Regions from separate parts of the Mus musculus genome. Here region 1 is linked to region 2. The links are chromatin contacts, called in public Hi-C maps. All regions are on one chromosome and are shown on one strand. The core of a region is the stretch at or near the end of the contact, and the rest is flanking DNA. Distances in the headings are between cores, read along the strand shown. Region 1 holds the start of Sphkap (SPHK1 interactor, AKAP domain containing). Region 2 overlaps Sphkap (SPHK1 interactor, AKAP domain containing).

The links. Hi-C and Micro-C count contacts between places; a contact is called where the count stands out from the background.
Region 1: a Hi-C map of cerebellum shows a contact between it and region 2, with 2.1 times the contacts expected there. The contact joins the promoter of Sphkap here to the enhancer-like site in region 2. A contact is called at or near these places in 3 of 39 promoter capture datasets (cranial neural crest, embryonic stem cells and hippocampal neurons), 1 of 484 Hi-C or Micro-C datasets (cerebellum) and 1 of 9 other capture datasets (liver).

The regions. Positions count from the first base shown.
Region 1 is chr1:83,406,473-83,409,472 of GRCm38.p6, reverse strand. It overlaps Sphkap (SPHK1 interactor, AKAP domain containing), which reads left to right and starts at 1,273. Exons shown (of 12, transcript NM_001356547.1): 1 at 1,273-1,493. The coding sequence starts at 1,466.
Region 2 is chr1:83,310,388-83,313,087 of GRCm38.p6, reverse strand. All of the region lies in intron 4 of Sphkap (SPHK1 interactor, AKAP domain containing), which reads left to right. Among named protein-coding and RNA genes, the nearest start is that of Sphkap, 96 kb to the left of the region's middle. Within about 2 kb of position 1,272, at least 2 of the 459 cell types and tissues checked have an H3K27ac peak or open chromatin away from gene starts, as enhancers often do. A contact at or near this core is called in cerebellum, where this site is marked.

The sequences.
Region 1 (3,000 bases), core at 24-2,523, 96 kb before region 2:
ATGTGCACCAAGGCTGCTACATGACCTCATTACTTCTGAGCTTTAGGCCTCCTCTAAATTGCCACCAAGGTTCTCTAAGGGCTATACAGAGCTCAAAATCTCCCCACCTTCTTTGCTCTCATAACATCTATCTGGGTGGTATTGTGGCTGGTTAGGAGAACCCTCTATTGGTGCCAATTTGTGGAGATGTCAATTGCTTCTTCCTGGAAGGGATGAAAGTCCTGATCCATGCTTAGTCTTTCTTGCACAATTGACCCTACGAGTGACTTGCATCCTTCCAGCTCAGGACACTGGAATATGAACTTCCCCCATAGCCTTTGGTGTTACAGTTTAGAGTGGGATTTTCTCCTCTAACATTCAGCCATCATGAAGCAGGTATCTGTGCATTTTCTGCCTGTCTAGGCTGTTTCTGTCATTTGGCTAGAGACCCCCACTACATTCTTTGCATGGTCAGGCCCCTAGTTGTTCTCCTTGCTTCTGCCAGAATTTTTCTATATACAATTCATAATATGGAGAGTCCTAGTTAGACTTGCAAGAAGCAAAAGGGGAAATTTTATTTATCTCATCTTCCCATTCCTGGAAGTCTCAGGGTATTCATTTTTAGTTTGCTTTTCAATTCAAAAAGAAAGGGCACAAGGTTCCATGCCCTCTTTTTAACAGAGAGTTGCTATCATCAGTGTCTTGATTTCTTTCTTTAAAAAAAAAGTCTGTTTCTGCTCAAAGAGATGCTGAGCAGACAATAGAGCATCAGTAAATCTTGCCTTCGGTTCTGAAAGCTGCCTCAGAAGGATGGCCACTGTCGCGAGTTTTTGAAACTTTTATCTCCTCATAGGGTCAAACAGGTGAGAGATGATGGTGTCCCATTTAAGGAAAATGAGTTACATGGAGACAGGAGAGAGTTAAAACAGGACAGAGGCTTAGAAGAAAGCAAAGGAGCTGGATACATTGACACAAGTGACCACGCCTGCACCTCCTGTTTTGTTGTAGAGGACAAATAGAGGGTCTTCAAGGGGATGTGTGTGCCACCAGTAGGGGCAGCGGGAAGCCAGAACTGCCAGAAGTGAGCCTGTAAATGCAGCCAAGTGGATGAACAACTTCAGGGCTGAGACTTGGTGTTCACCAGAGAAAGCAAGGGGCGGGACTGGACTAAGGGGAGGGGAGTGAGCAGGGAGCAACAGCGAAAGGCACAGAAGGCAGTCAGTCCCCCGAGACCTGGGAGGGAGGCGGGAATTAGGCTGAAGGGTCAAGTCCAGCCAGCAGTTTTCAAGATCTGAGCAGACCACAGGAGGCGCCACCAGGACATCTCTGCAGCGCTTGGTGGCCAGGGAGGAGCGAGCATCAATCTCCGCTGCGGGTCTCAGTCACTGCTGCTCCAGCCTGCACGTCTCTGTCCTCGCGCAGGGCGCTCAGGCTTCTTAGCCTTCGCCTGCGCTGTCAGCTTTTCTCTGCCTGCGGTCAACCATGGATGTCAACTCCCGGCTTTCTGTGCAAAGGTAAGACTCGCTTCTCCATATGCCTAATGTGATGTCTCTCAAACTCCGCTGGGCACTAGAGATCATAGGCAAAGTTGCTTTCCACCCTTTGCTCTCCTTAGAGATTCCCACGGAGAAGTCAAGTTCCTGCACGACTGATCCTTGGGATCGGCCCTTGAGAGGTGGGGGTGAGGGGTGGGGGCTTCAATTCTGTTAGCTACCCCACTGGGCGCCCGGCTGGGTGGGGCCTGTGTGCTGGAGCCAGGTGCCTGCCTCTAAGGCTGGGGGAGGGGGGGCTGGGGGCGGGTAGTGGTGGTGAGGTCTCCTCTGCCAGGCGAGGTATCTGGGGAATCGGGCTTTTAGTGTTATATTACCTGGAGCAGTTTTGCGCCTTGACTTGGAATGCGTTCCAAGGTGGAGAACAGAGACCTGAGGGATCAAGACCAAAGCTGATTTACCTCCAGTTCTGTTGACCTTAACCTGGGTTAGTGTTTGGGGCTTTGGAGTGAGCTACAAGGTCTTGTAGGCTTGGGGAGGGGGAGATCTCTTAGATCTCTCACTGGCACTAACCTGAGCCCACCTGTAATCCTGGGCAGAGGAGACCTCTTTGGTCCTTTAGCATCTCTGAAGCGCTAGTTCCACCTAGTGTCTGAGTCCCTTCCCCAGACCGGTAAGTCCAGCCACCTGAAAGACGTGGTTACAATGTTTTGTTGTTTGGTCTTGTGTTTCCTCTCTCTTTCCTCCTGTTCTGCTCTACTCCGGACCCAGCTGGAGAATTCAGTACTCTATGACTTTTGTTCTTCTCCCTAAAAAATATCCGGGTTGAACCGAGTCTATCTCTCAGGTGCCCAACTGAGCAGGTAGCTTTGAGCCCTTTGTGCTCTCTGCCCAGCAGGAAACTGAGCATTCGCAGTTCACACCTAGAGCTCCTAGTACTGTTGAATGCTGCAGCCTGGGCTGCCATGCTGAGATCCCACAGGCCCACCTTTCAACTCCACCGAGGCTCAGGGCTAATCTTTTAGGCTCTTACTTCTTATCTCCCCACCCCAACTCACCCCACCCCAACCAACCCCAAAAAACTAAGGTAGTTTTCAGCTGACACTGTCAAGCACTGAAATAAACAAGTTGAGCTAGAATTCTTGGGTTGCATAGGAACATAGGAAGACCCAATACTCACAGGCTAAGGCTCACAGACAGTAGCCAAGATAGAGGGAGAGCTGGGATAAGGCTGGGGGTACAGCAGGTTACATATTGCCTTTCAAAGGATCAGAGCCTTCCATCTATATCTGCAAGTGTTCGTGTTGTGTGATAGAACTAGTCTCCCCAGCGTCCCATCCATCACCCACCTCTGTAAATCTAGCAAAGGACTTTGAGGTTTCTATACAATGCCTGGAGCCTAAGTGAGGCTCTAGCTCTCTGGCTCAAATGGGAACAGATGAACACTGAGTCTCTCTATTTCAGCCTCATGTCTGGAAAAGCAAGTATAGAGCTATGGGAGGGAAGATTTTAAAAGCCTTAAAATTAACCA
Region 2 (2,700 bases), core at 23-2,522:
TATTCTGCATGGTTTTCCTTTGTTGACAGATGCCAAGGTGATCTTTCTTTGCCTTTCTGAATCATGCACTTTAAACCTGAGCCACAGGAGCCTCCTGAATACATTTAAAGCTTTGTCCCACTTTGCCCCCACTTCCTATTTTGGTGATGAATTTCCTCCTCTTTCCCCATGTTCCAGCTTAGTGAACCATTAATCTTTCTCAGAAAAGCTTCTGGAATTCTGAGGGGTGGCAGTGTGTCCTGGACACTCATGCAGCCTCACTTGGTGCTGAACCTAGGGTAGAGCTGGCTGTGCTAAATTTGTGGAGTTCAGGTGTGCAGGTACACACACACACAAACACACCATTACCATCAAGCTTTCTCTTTGGCCATACCAGGGAGCTGTTCTTGGTCAAGTTTACCAAGGGTCATCTCAGTCTTTTCTACCAGAGTCACACTTGACCCTAAGTCAATGTTGGCCTAAGATCATATTATCCTAGGAAGATGGATTTAATAGAGAAAGGAATTTTTATGTCTCCCAGTGCAGCCCAGCCAGAGAATCAGCATGCTGGTGTTGGTTTCCTGTTCTTCCCAAGGAGCAGAGGCTACAGTTGGTCCCTATAGCATTCATATAGCAAGTTAACACCAGAGCCACGCTATACTCTGCTTAAAAACTCCATCATTTCATAGAAGATCTGTTCTTTGCAAAAAGGATTAAAAGAGAATGAGCTTCATCCTTCATGGTCATTGGCTAAATGCAGTACCAGGAGCTGGGCCTGTGATAGGTAGCCAGGGGCCTTGATCTTTTGTTCTAACCAAGAACACATGGGGATGCTCACTGATTTATACCATATCCGTTTCTGTCTACCTTCATATGTGCCGATGATTTAGAGTCCTGTCCTTTCTTCTTTATATCCTCTTGTGATTCTGTGCTTTAATTAATGTCTATGCCAAGAAATTCAAACTCAAATGCTTAACAAAGAAGGCCACATGAATGCGACAGACACCAGCAGTGAATAAAGCCAGCATATGCCACTAATGTGGCCTCCTGCCATTCATTGTGCTAAATGAAGAAGATATTTCATGTAACACAAACACAAATAATGCTGAAAATATCATTTTGAGACCAAGAATTTAAACTATCCAGAATAAGAAATCAGAAAAAAAAATCGTCTATTAAGTTCTCAGTTACTAAAAGCTGATTGTGAACTAAAATTACCAGATTACCTCATCACCCCAAGTCTTGATGGCAAGATTAGTTACACTATTTACAGTGTACAGTGCCAACCTTGGCCATGCTCCCACTGATCAGAAGAGACATGGTCATGTCTTCGCTTTCCTGGTAGGAATGACTGCTCCCAAGCCCAACAGCTGTCAGGCTGGGTACACTTCTGCTGCTTCTGTTTAGGGTAGCAACACTCAAGGAAGTTCTAGAAATCAAATACCCCAGAGTTGTTCTCTCTATTCTAATTCTTGCGATTCTGTTTTCCAGCAATCTCTTCCTTTCCAGTTGAGAGTAAAAGAAGATGAGTAATACCAACCAAGTTCACTTGCACTTTGACATCAATTAAATCATATCCTTAAAACCATTATGTAGGAATGTTCTCCTTCAGAAACTTGTAACTTCTGGACTGTTAATACAGTATATTTGTGTGTGTGGCACATCACGGCTGGTTCTCATGTCAACTTGCCACAAAATAGAGCATCCTGAGTAGGGAGCCTCAGCTGCAGATGTGTCCTAAGTACTTGGATTGATGTGGGAAGACACACCCAGACTGCAGGCAGCATCTTTTGGTAGAGCACACTCAGATCGTGGGCAGCATCTTTTGGAAGCAACCCAGATACAAATAGTGTCACAGAATGTAGATCACATTCTCTCCTCGTGCTCACTTGGCCTTACCTCTTGCCCTGAGTAAATTTAGCATGATGCTACCGATAGATCCTCTTCTGATGTCAGAACCACCATTTCTTTCTAAGCTTTGGTCATCTTTGATTTTGAATCATAGAGCTGTAACTCCAGGAAACTTCTATGCTTCTGGTGCCAGATTGAGACTGCAAAGGTACCCAGCTTCGGGGTGACTGACCAACTAGTGGCTGTCACCTCCACCTCCCACTAGCAAGAGACAATCATTGTGGGGATTACTTTGAGTGTGAAGGCACCCACCCTCACAGACCAAAAGACTACCAGGTTCTCATCTCTCAGGTGTGATTCTGCTATAGTTATTTTAAAGGTGTTTATATGTGTGTGTGTGTGTGTGTGCCTGTGTGTGTGTTTGTGTGTGTGCACATGTGTGTGTGTTTTATATATGTATATGTGTTATATATGTATATATATATGTATATATATATATGTACCTATGTGTTATATATCAATTATATATATATATGAATAAATATATGAGCACATATAAATATATATGAACCATATATACATAAATGAACAGGTCATTGGGAATGGATTCTGACTACTACCCGGAAATTCTCTTTTGGAACATACTGCTTTCATTTTTCTGTAACTACATCTACTTCTGAATTTTGCAGATAGCAATAAACAGCACCTCCTCCCCCCCCCAAAGAGATTTTTCAAGAGCACTGAAAATTTGGCCCAGAGAAAGTATTATACAGAGTCTGTTACCATGGGTAGAATTAGTCCTCAGTTTTCAGCTGGTCACCCTTATAAAGTGTCTATTTTTAATCAAATTTGCCCATCAAATCATTGAGA